Regions from separate parts of the Sus scrofa genome. Here all the other regions are linked to region 1. Evidence: chromatin contacts called from public Hi-C data. All regions are on one chromosome and are shown on one strand. Each heading gives the region's core, a stretch centred on a gene start, on an enhancer-like site or on the middle of the called end of the contact. The rest is flanking DNA. Distances are from core to core; before and after follow the strand shown. Region 1 holds the start of LOC106509660. Region 2 holds the start of CLDN4 (claudin 4). Region 3 holds the start of MLXIPL (carbohydrate-responsive element-binding protein).

Region 1 (3,319 bases), core at 292-2,791:
GGCAGCTGAGCAATGGGGAGATGGAGGCAGGACAGCACGGGTTGCAGCCCCGGGATGCCTAGGAGACAAGACTCTAACAGGGAGACCCAGGCACAAGTGCAGAAAACCTATGGGCAGAAAGGACAAGCAATGGGATCAAAAGCCCAAAGGACACCTGGAACTCTCCATATAAGGGGACCCAGATTGCTGGCTCTAAGCTGGGCAGCAGAGTAAGGGTTCTGGGGAGGCAGTGAGCTAGGGCCCCCTCTTCCCAGAGACCAGGAGCCAGCAGAGAGGTCAGCCAGAGCATCTGAGGAGTCTCAGCCTGGTCTAGAGCCCTGATGCCCCCCTCCCCACAGACAGGTTTCATTTCCTTCACTGCCCCCCACAGGTGCCCGAGGATGGCCATCTCTAAGGGCAGAAGTGCAAACATTCTGGTAAATGGCTAAGGCCAGGGGAGAGGGGGGGCTTGCTGAGAAGGAGAGGGTGGCAGGGATCTCTGTCAGGACTGGGAGAAGCGGGCTCTGACTAGGTACCTTTGCGCATCCTTCTACTCCCCCTATCCAAACCCCACCCCAGAAGCCACACCCCAGGGGCCTCCGAAACACAGGTGGAAAAATAGGTTCAGGTCGGAATCAGACCAGGGAACCCTGGAAGGGTCTGGAAACGCCGGCCCGGGCTGCCCATAAGCCAGAAAAAGACTGGGAGCGGGTCTGATCCCTCTCGGACTAGGGCGGGCAGCAGATGCCCATCGCCACCGGGTGGGGAGCCACAGGTGATGGGAGCTACAGGTGATGGGAGGTGATGGGGGCAGCGAGCGGCAAGCGCCCGGCGAGACAGCGTCCGCTGGAGGAGCCCGGCCCCACCCCACCGCCCGGTTTCCGCAGCGCGCCCTGCAGCGGGGCTCTGGGCAGGGGACTGCTCTCGGCCCCTTCCCACCAGTCCCATCTGTCTATAATGGAGGAGGGGACAGGAGGGTCAGTGAGGAGACACCCTGGGGAGACCAAGACGGGACCGGCTCCGCAGAGCAGGGAGAAGGCCAGGCTTCTGTCCCGCCACTTATATCCGAGAATAGCCCTCCGACCCCCCAAAGCAAGGGGGCGCCGAAAAGTTAATCCCGGACCCCGGGTTTCAGCCGCCAGCCCGCGGGCCATCGGAGCCGAGCTCACGCGAGCCCGTGACCCCAGTGGGTCCGAGGGGCGGGACCCGGAGAAGATTCGCGGTCCCCGGCTGGGCACCGCTTCTTCCCACCCTGGCCGGGGACGCAGGGGCTGCCGTCCCAGCTGTCACCGAAGCTGGGCAGAGAGCGACCAGCGCGCTGGACGCGAGCGGCAAGAGGCGCCGCGCAGGGGCCGGACTCACCGTGCGGAGCTCCTGGGTTCGGTCCTTCATGCTCCCGGGAGTGGCAGCGGCGCCGGCTGCAGCCCTGTGAGCCCCGCATGCGCGGCGGCCGCCCCGCGGCTGCGCAGCGCCAGCCCGGCCCCGCCCCGGCCCCCGGGACCCCGGCCCAGCCCTCAGTCCGGCCCCGCCCCGCGCCCGCCCCGCCCCGCCCCGGCCGGTCCCGGCCTGGAACCTGGGTCAGGGCCTCTGGCTTCCCGCTCCCATCCTCACACCAGGTCTCCAGAAGCGTCACAGCCCTGGAACCTCGGCCCCCTGCGTTCTCGACGCCTCGTGATCCTGCCTGGGGTCGGGCCCCAGAGCCCCTGCTCCCTCCCCCATCTCAACCCTCCCTCGATTCGGCCGCTCAGCATCCCTCCTTCTGGACCCTGGATCTTCACCCCTAGAGCGCCTCACATCGCCAGGGATTTGCTAGAGGTTAGACCCCACCTCCCTCCTTCCTCTTATTGCCTTAGGACCTCCAGCATCCCTCTCCAGAAGCCTTCTCCAGCCCAAAGCCTCCAGGGTTCCAGCCTTTGAGCCCTTACCCTTCCTGTCTCTCCCCAACATCTTATCCACTCTCAGATGCTGGCCCTCTCTTTCCCCAGGATTTCTCAGTTCAATGCCTGATGTTGCGAGACCACCCCTTTGCCTTTAGTTCCCACTCCCAAGGGGATGCAGGAGCCCCTCTATCTTTGGGGAAGGAGATCGAAGTTGTAGTCCCATGTCCTTCTCCTTTCCCTTCATTCTCAACCCTGCATCCCAGCCCCAGCCCTGAGATCTTATTTCCTGTCTAGAAGCTGGGGGCAGCTAGTTTGGGGCCCAGCTTCTCTGGACGAATGGAAAGATCTTTGGCGTACTGCAGAGGGGTGGTGGGTGGCGGCTAGTCAGGAGCAGATGCTCCTTTTCTGCTCCCTGCCAGCATCTCGTTGAGCAACAGCCACATGCACACACCCAGCTGTCCCCTCTGTGCCCTGGCCCAGACGCTCTTGACCTCGAGCCAAGCACTCCCCCTTCCCTTCCCCAGGGCTGCCAAGGTGTTGTTTTGGAGCTGGACCAGTCCCCTGCTGCCCAGTGTGTCTGAGCCTGGCACTTCTCCCAGACGGTGGGCATAGGTTAGCTGGCTGGCAGACAGGCTGGAGACACTGTTCCAGCTATCCCTCCTTCCTTGGAAAGTCTGGCCCAAGATTAGCTCCAACGTAGCCTGGCATGAGAGATGACCACACCCCTTCCACTTGTCCAGACATTGACGGTGCCCCATTTGACAGATGCGAAACCAGGACTCACCTGCCAGAGAGCCTTCCCAGGATTTTGGGAAATGGGTGGCAGGGAAGGTGCTGCTTCCTGGTCCAGAGTAATTTCTGTGTGCAGGGTGACTCAGTGGGGCAAGTCATGGTTGCAGCCCCCAGAGCCCAGTGTCTGGCTTCATGGGGAGAGGGCAGAAGGGGAGACACAGCTCCTGCCCTCAGAGAGTCCTAGTGTCATGCCAAACATTACTTGTTGGGATGCACATTGAATGGTAGCATGAAAAATGAATAAAGAATGAATGTGGGCTCTTCACCTTATACTCTTTCTTTCTGGTACAGGTCTTAGTCTCATTCACTCATTCATCAAACATTACCCCCCAATAAGGCTTTCCGTGTCCTTTGTGATCTGGCCCTGCCTTCCTTCCTGGAGGCCACCGTTGCTCCCACTGTGTGAGCAGCCATGATGCCTGCTCTGCACTCACTTCTGGGGTCTTTGCACGTGCCTGGAGCACTCTCCTCCCTGTCTCTTCTCTCGTCACCATGCACCTGGCCAATGACTTCTAGTTCTTCCCTCCTAGGCGTCACCTCCTTCAAGAATTTGTCCCTGACCACCCAAGAATGAGCTCTGGGCTCCTTCTATGTGGCTCCACAAAGCCCTGTGTTTATCCCAACTAGGAAAGGAATGGGCTCATGTTCTTATTGATTCCCCAAGACTG
Region 2 (3,319 bases), core at 328-2,827, 60 kb after region 1:
GCTGGACACCGCTGGGGGCTCAGGGACCACGGGAGCCCTGCCTTTGGGATGAGCTCCCAGCATCTGGGGAAGAGAGGGTGTGGGGCTCCTTTGATCCCCCCTGGGTGAGCCTGGCCATTCTCAACCCCCTGGCCACAAAGACCCCCTTCCTGATCCTTGCCCCCCCCGCCACCCCACTTTCACCTCCATCCTGTTTGTGTGGAGACCTCTCAGCCTGGCATCCAAGGCCCTTGCTCAACTCAGTGTCTGTGCACAGCCCCGGGCTCAGTGATGCCTGAGGCAGAGATTTCTGGCTCTTTCGCTTCAGCCCCTCCCCCACTACCCCCGGCTCTGGTCAGACTGGATTCCTCTGAATCTGTTCTGGTTCCCAGAACTTGCTGCCTTTCCACACCTCGGGCACCTTTGTCCTCATTGTTCCGTCCCCTTCACCTCGTCCCCCAGCCTTGCACAACTCCAGGCGGCCCGTCCCCGGTGATTTCTGCCATCAGAGTCCTCCTCAGCACAGGCCAAGAAGTTAGCGCCCCCTGGAGTTGTGCCAAGGAGCTCCCCCTGCCTGTTGAGCCCCTTTTCCTGGAACCCCATCTGCTCTGAGCTCCCCCTCCCCTTCCAGGTCACAGGGGACTTTGCTCCCATCCTGCCTTTATCGGACGACGGTTTTGTGTGTCTTCACTGAGTAAACACCCATTTGCTGGGCTGAGGTCCCAGGGTCTGGCCACGGTTTGCTCTCAGCGACCTCCCCAACCCAGTTTTGGCCAAAGAGGCTCAGCTCTGGCAGGAACTGGTGGAAATGTCGGGGGGCAGGGGCCGGCAGCCTTCCTTCTTTCTTTGTCCGAAGGAGCATCACCTCCCAGACCCCTCCTCCTCCAGCAGGGCTGGGAAGCCAGATGATGGTGCCGAGGGATGGGGAGGGCAGGTGATGGACCCAGGAGCCCAGGCCCCCCAGCTCCTGGTTCCTTAAGCTGGTCCCTCCCTGGTGAGGCGGATGCATGGATGGTGAGGCTCTTAATAGCCATTATCAGACCAGTGACGGATAAGCTGATAAGGACTCATTGCAGGGATCAGGGTACAGCTGCCCTCTGAAGTCCCCAGGGCTGCATCCTCAGATCCTCTCCCTGAGGGTCTCCGCTCCCGCCCCCGCCCCCGCCATCCACCCACCCAAGCCTGGAATGATGGAGCCCCGGGGGGTGGGGACCCAGGACCTCAGGTCCCGGACCTGAAGGCTCCCCTTCCGGCCCCCCAGGTATGTCCAGGTGCGTGTAGGCTGTGACTCAGTGTCTGTCTCCCGTGTGACTTCAGCATGGGCCTGGGGGCCGGGGGAAAGGGCAGTTTCCTCTGATACTGGCTCTCCAGGGTCATGACTCAGGGGCCCAGGGCTGGGGCCTTAAAGTGCCTTTGTTGGCAGGCTCAGGAATCTAGAGAAACTGGTCAGGGGGGCGGCTCCTGCGACTGAAACCCCTCCCTCGCCCCCGCCCCTCCCCCGCAGCACCATATAACCTCTCCACTCTGTGAGCAGGTGGCACTTTGGCGGCAGGAAGGAACTAGTCTGCGAGCGCTTGCTGGGCTTGTGCCTCTGACTCAGGAGAGACGCTTCAATCGGCTTTGCCTCTGGACTTGCGGTGAAAAGCCTCTCTTCGGACGCTGACTGGCCATCGGTGTTCAGGTGTCTGGACTCTAACAGCCTCCAGGGCCGGACCCCACAGCCTTCCTTCCAGCTCCTAGACCCCAGCAGAGCCTGAGCCATGGCTTCCATGGGGCTGCAGGTGATGGGTATCGCCCTGGCCGTTCTGGGCTGGCTGGGGGCCATCCTGAGCTGCGCGCTGCCCATGTGGCGCGTCACGGCCTTCATCGGCAGCAACATCGTCACGTCGCAGACCATCTGGGAGGGCCTGTGGATGAACTGCGTGGTGCAGAGCACGGGCCAGATGCAGTGCAAGGTGTACGACTCGCTGCTGGCGCTGCCGCAGGACCTGCAGGCGGCCCGCGCCCTCATCGTCATCTGTATCATCCTGGCCGTGCTAGGTGTGCTGCTGTCGGTGGTGGGCGGCAAGTGCACCAACTGCGTGGATGATGAGAGCGCCAAGGCCAAGACCATGATCGTGGCCGGTGTGGTGTTCCTGCTGGCCGGCCTGCTGGTGATGGTGCCCGTGTCCTGGACCGCCCACAATGTCATCCGCGACTTCTACAATCCCCTGGTGGCCTCGGGCCAGAAGCGGGAGATGGGTGCCTCGCTCTACATCGGCTGGGCTGCCTCTGGCCTGCTGATGCTCGGTGGCGCCCTGCTTTGCTGCAACTGCCCACCCCGTACCGACAAGCCCTACTCAGCCAAGTACTCCGCCGCCCGCTCCGCCCCCGCCAGCAACTACGTGTAAGGTGCTACCGCCGATTCTTTTCCTTTCAGCTTGGTTTCTCCCTGGACTGCAATCTGTGACTCCAGAATGGCCCTGCCACGGGCCGCAGGCTGCCAGGGCTGGGCAAGCAGGGACTGAGCCGGGCCGCTGGCCAGAGGCCCCTCAGCGCCTTCTGACCCTCTCGGACACCTTCCCAAGGCCACTTCCAATGCTAGCAAGGATGGATGGAAAGAGACTCCTGCGCTGCCCTCCTCTGAATGGCTGTGGATACTGGGGGCTGGCTCCTGCTGGCCAGGACAGCTCAGCCCTGACTTTGCGTGGGCTCTGCCTCTGAGTGGACAATGTCTCCTCCTTTGACCTTCCCCACTGCCTCCGCCGGCATCCTCTGGGTGGGTCAGCCAGCACTTGGGCTGTGCCTTGCCCACAGAAACCTGTGGCCATGAGATCGGCTGCCTTGCTCACCCACCTGCCCGTGGAACACAGTCACCGGAGTGGTGTGGACAGACAGGTTTAGAGGGGAGGGGCAGAGGTGCTACAAACTGGTTTGGGTAGTGGTGGGGGAGGGGGCCACAGAGGCTGTCCAGGTGGCCCGCACCCCTTCCTGCCCCCACCCTGCCACCTCAGGGCTCTGCCTCTGCAACCTCAGCGGGCGGACCCTGGGCCCCTCGGAGACTGGCCACCTCTGGAATCTTCCACCCCTGCCAAGGTCATTGACTAGCCTGGGGAGGGCAGGGAGGACAGTCTTCCTCTGGCCCTCAGCCAGGAAGCCCTGGGGCTTTTCCGGCCTCCTGTGTGGTTTCTGTTTTGTAAGTTAAACTATTTGTCACGGTAATTGCTATTATTTTCTACAATAAATGGGACCTGTGCACAGGAAGAGAAGACTCCGTATTGTTTCTGATTTCAGCTGTGGAGGTGGGTGGGGTGGGGCTGGAGGCCTGGGCAGGGGGTTGGTAACGGCGGGGGGAGGGTGG
Region 3 (3,319 bases), core at 278-2,777, 58 kb before region 1:
AATGCCCCCACTGGAATCTCCCTCCTCCTCCAGAAGCTGGCTCTGCCCTGAGGCTGAGGAATTAAGCCTCACTGGGATGGGCCTGAACCCACTGCTCAGGTTCCAGGGCCTGAGGGACCCAGGCCCCTTTTCTGAGGATCTGGGGCCTGGGCAGGAGCTGGCCAGATGCTGAGAGAACTTGGGCAAGATGGAGGCCGGGTAGATCCCTGGCCCCACCTGCCGCCTGATTCAGCTGCATCCTCCCCCTTGCAAAGGACAAGTGAGACCTTGTTTGGAGGGGGCTTCCCTGTCCTTTGAGGCATCCTGTTGTCCCAGTTTATTCTGTCCTTGTTTCCATACCAGTGGCCCAGGAAGCCTCCCTACATCACAGAGGGAGAGCCAGGCCCAGAGAAAGGAAGTAACAAGCCCAAGGTCACACAGCCAGACAGAGACAAGCACCCAAAGCTCCTAAACCAGCCCAGGCTGGACCCCAGCTCCTGGCCCCCACGTGTGGACTCAGGGGACACAGGTGGGGGCAGGGTGGCTGGGAGTCGGCAGGGAGCCCTGGCCTCCCTAAGCCAGACCAGCGTGGGTGGCCTTCACCACTTCCCTAGCCCCTACCTGTTGACTAAAGCCTGGTGGCTGGGAATCCACACGGTTTCTCTGTCCCACCATGACATGTGGCTTCTCCCTGCCCAGCCAGGAGGAGTCTGAGTCCTGGTCCCTCACCCAAGGGCCCACCTGGAACCAGCTTTACTACTAGCACCCACCCCTGCCCAGGGCAGGGGGACGGCAGGGAGGAATGCCCTCCCTCTTGGCTCTCTGGTCCCACACCTAGCTCCAGGGAGAGCCCCGGACCAAGATTCAGTCCCAGCCCAGCCAGTGGGGCCCGGAGGCAGTGGGAGTCCGTGAGTCTCCAGGAAGAGCAGGCAGGATGAGCTCGTCTGGGATTCTTGATCCTGAGCCCTCTCTGGGGTATGAGGTTTCCTCTTCCCTGCACCCCACCCCCGCAGAGGCGCCTGAGTGAAGGGGGGCAGGTACACAAGGTATTAACCCCTGCAGCCCAGCAGAGCCATAGAAGCGCCCCCTCCCCATCTGACAGGTGAGGAGACTGAGATCCAGCATAAGGGAGGCTCTGACTCCCCTTGTGCTAAGCATCTGCCCCCAGTGGACCCCCGTCCGTGCCGCTTACCTGGATTCCGCGGGATTTGCAGGTAAGGGAGCTCTCAACCAGGCCACGGGGTCTCCCCGGGAGGCGTCTGTCCAGGGGAGCACGCGGGATGCTCGGGGCCACAGCCGCTCTCAGCGGCTTCTCTACGCCGGCGGCAGAGGGCTCTGTGCGCTGCGCGACGCCGCGGGCCGGCTTTTAGCAGCGGGTGTGGACGTGGGCACTGCCCGGCCTCCGCCCTCCCGCTCGCTCGGGGTGTCCTTTGCCCCTTGATCCGGTGCCTCCTTCTCTCCTTAGCACGTGGGTGGCAGCCGCTCACCCAGCTGGAGGCCTGTGGGGCAGCCATGGCCCGGGCCCTGGGCCCAGGCTCCTGCCAATCCCCGTCTGGGACCCGCTCGTGCCCGCTCACCTTTAACCCCCCTCTCCGCGGGGGCTTGGAGCCTGGCTCCCAAACCGCGGGCTGGGTTGGAGAAGGGAGGAGCCAGGGGCGTGGAGCCAGGCCCAGGTGGGCAGAGGTGGCGGCAGGACCGCCTCGGTTACTCCCTGGGCTCCAGCCCCTCTTCCAACCTCACGTCCGTCCTGAGTTCCCATCTGGCTCACTGAACCCCATTCATCCCCTGGACGCCAGCTCCATCCGAGGCCCAGCCCTGAGCCACCTCCAAACTTGGCTCTCTCCCGATTTCCCATCGCCCTCACCGACCCCCACTCCCTTCTCTGCGCAGCCCCCGCGGCTTCGCACACATCGCCGCTCCTTACTGAGCCCTCCCCCTCCCCAGCCTCTGCCCTCCCTGGGCTCGCTGCCTCCTGGAAACCCCTTCTGACCTCCTTGCTCTCCTCCGGGTCCCTGCTGCCTCCTAAGCCTCCTCCCTTCCCTGCACCACCCTCCCCCCGCACGCTCTGCCTTGAGCCTCCCTCCCTGAACCCCACGCTCTCTGAAGCCTCTTCCCTCACCCCCTCCTGCCGCCTGGAGCTCACCAACCTCCCTCAGGTGATCTGCCTTCTGGGTCCTCACATTCCTCCTGATGGCCACAATCGTTCCACAAGCACCCTGAACACCCACAGGGTAGCCGCCCAGAGAGAGGACAGGGACAGGCCAGTGGTGGCCCTAGGGTCGGCATCTTGAGAAGGGGAGCGATGAGGACACCCCTACTCCTTCCAAACCCCCATACTCAGTGCCGTCCTGGGGGGCAAGCTCAGCCTTTGTCTGCACACGCTTTCCTCTCCCCATGCTCTTGGCTTGGTCCTGCCGCCTTGGACAGACACCCATTCACGGCCAGAGCTAGGACCCGAGAATGAAATCAGAGGCTGTGTGTGTGTGTGTGTGTGTGTGTGTGTGTGTGTGTGTGTGTGTAAGGGGCCTGGGGCTTGAGCCAGGCAGGGGCATTCATGAACAGGCTCAGCAACCAGAGAAGATACTCATTCCCTCTCCCAGGGCCTCAGTTTCCCTCTACTTAGGGTTGCCAGATTTAGCAAATAAAAATCCAGGAGGCCCAGCTGAATTTGAATTTCAGACAAACTATATGTATATATGTTTTGTCTTTTTAGAGCCGCACCCATGGCATATGGAGGTTCCCAGGCTAGGGGTCTAATCGAAGCTGTAGCCGCTGGCCTATACCACAGCCACAACAATGCCAGATCCAAGCTCAATCTGTGACCTACACCACAGCCCACGGCAATGCCAGATCCTTAACCCACTGAGCAAGGCCAGGGATCAAACTCACAACCTCATGGTTCCTAGTCGGATTCATTTCTGCTGTGCTATGACAGGAACTCCAAGATAAAAATAAATATTTTTTAAGTCTAAGTATGTCCCATGAATATTTGGGGCATTCTTACACTAAAATATTATTCATACTGTTTATCTAAAATTCAGATTTAACTGAGCATCCTGGATTTAACCCACCCATATTTAAAACAGGGGTGTTTGGACAAGTCTTCTCTCTCCAGGCTCCCTCTTAGCTCCAGCCACACCTATGGAAAAATGTCAGATTGACCTGGAATTAGTCTGGAGGTGGTTATAACCCTTGCAGAACAAGAGGATAGCAGTGAAGATGAGAAGCAGGATGGAGGGATGGCTGTGGTCACAGGGCCTCACCTTGGAGAAAGACAGTGGGAAGAAGTTCCTTAAGGCAGTCCAATCCTGGAAGGCTTCCTGGAGGAGGAGGATGTTCA

What was found. Hi-C and Micro-C count contacts between places; a contact is called where the count stands out from the background.
Region 2: a Hi-C map of epiblast stem cells shows a contact between it and region 1, with 1.5 times the contacts expected there. The contact joins the promoter of CLDN4 here to the promoter of LOC106509660 in region 1. A contact is called at or near these places in 3 of 47 Hi-C or Micro-C datasets (embryonic fibroblasts, epiblast stem cells and omental adipose tissue).
Region 3: a Hi-C map of liver shows a contact between it and region 1, with 3 times the contacts expected there. The contact joins the promoter of MLXIPL here to the promoter of LOC106509660 in region 1. A contact is called at or near these places in 1 of 5 promoter capture datasets (liver), 4 of 47 Hi-C or Micro-C datasets (embryonic fibroblasts, liver and skeletal muscle) and 1 of 2 datasets of contacts at active chromatin or transcription factors (skeletal muscle).

Annotation. Positions count from the first base shown.
Region 1 is chr3:10,990,412-10,993,730 of Sscrofa11.1, forward strand. LOC106509660 reads left to right here and starts at 1,542. Exons shown (of 6, transcript XM_013995547.2): 1 at 1,542-1,794. It overlaps STX1A (syntaxin-1A), which reads right to left and starts at 1,435. Exons shown (of 11, transcript XM_003124422.5): 1 at 1,342-1,435. The coding sequence starts at 1,371.
Region 2 is chr3:11,050,704-11,054,022 of Sscrofa11.1, forward strand. CLDN4 (claudin 4) reads left to right here and starts at 1,578. Exons shown (of 1, transcript NM_001161637.1): 1 at 1,578-2,616. The coding sequence starts at 1,740. The coding sequence ends at 2,369.
Region 3 is chr3:10,932,730-10,936,048 of Sscrofa11.1, forward strand. It overlaps MLXIPL (carbohydrate-responsive element-binding protein), which reads right to left and starts at 1,528. Exons shown (of 15, transcript XM_021086328.1): 1 at 1,172-1,528. LOC102163947 (a long non-coding RNA gene) reads right to left here. Exons shown (of 5, transcript XR_002342320.1): 4 at 3,243-3,319; 5 at 2,884-3,118.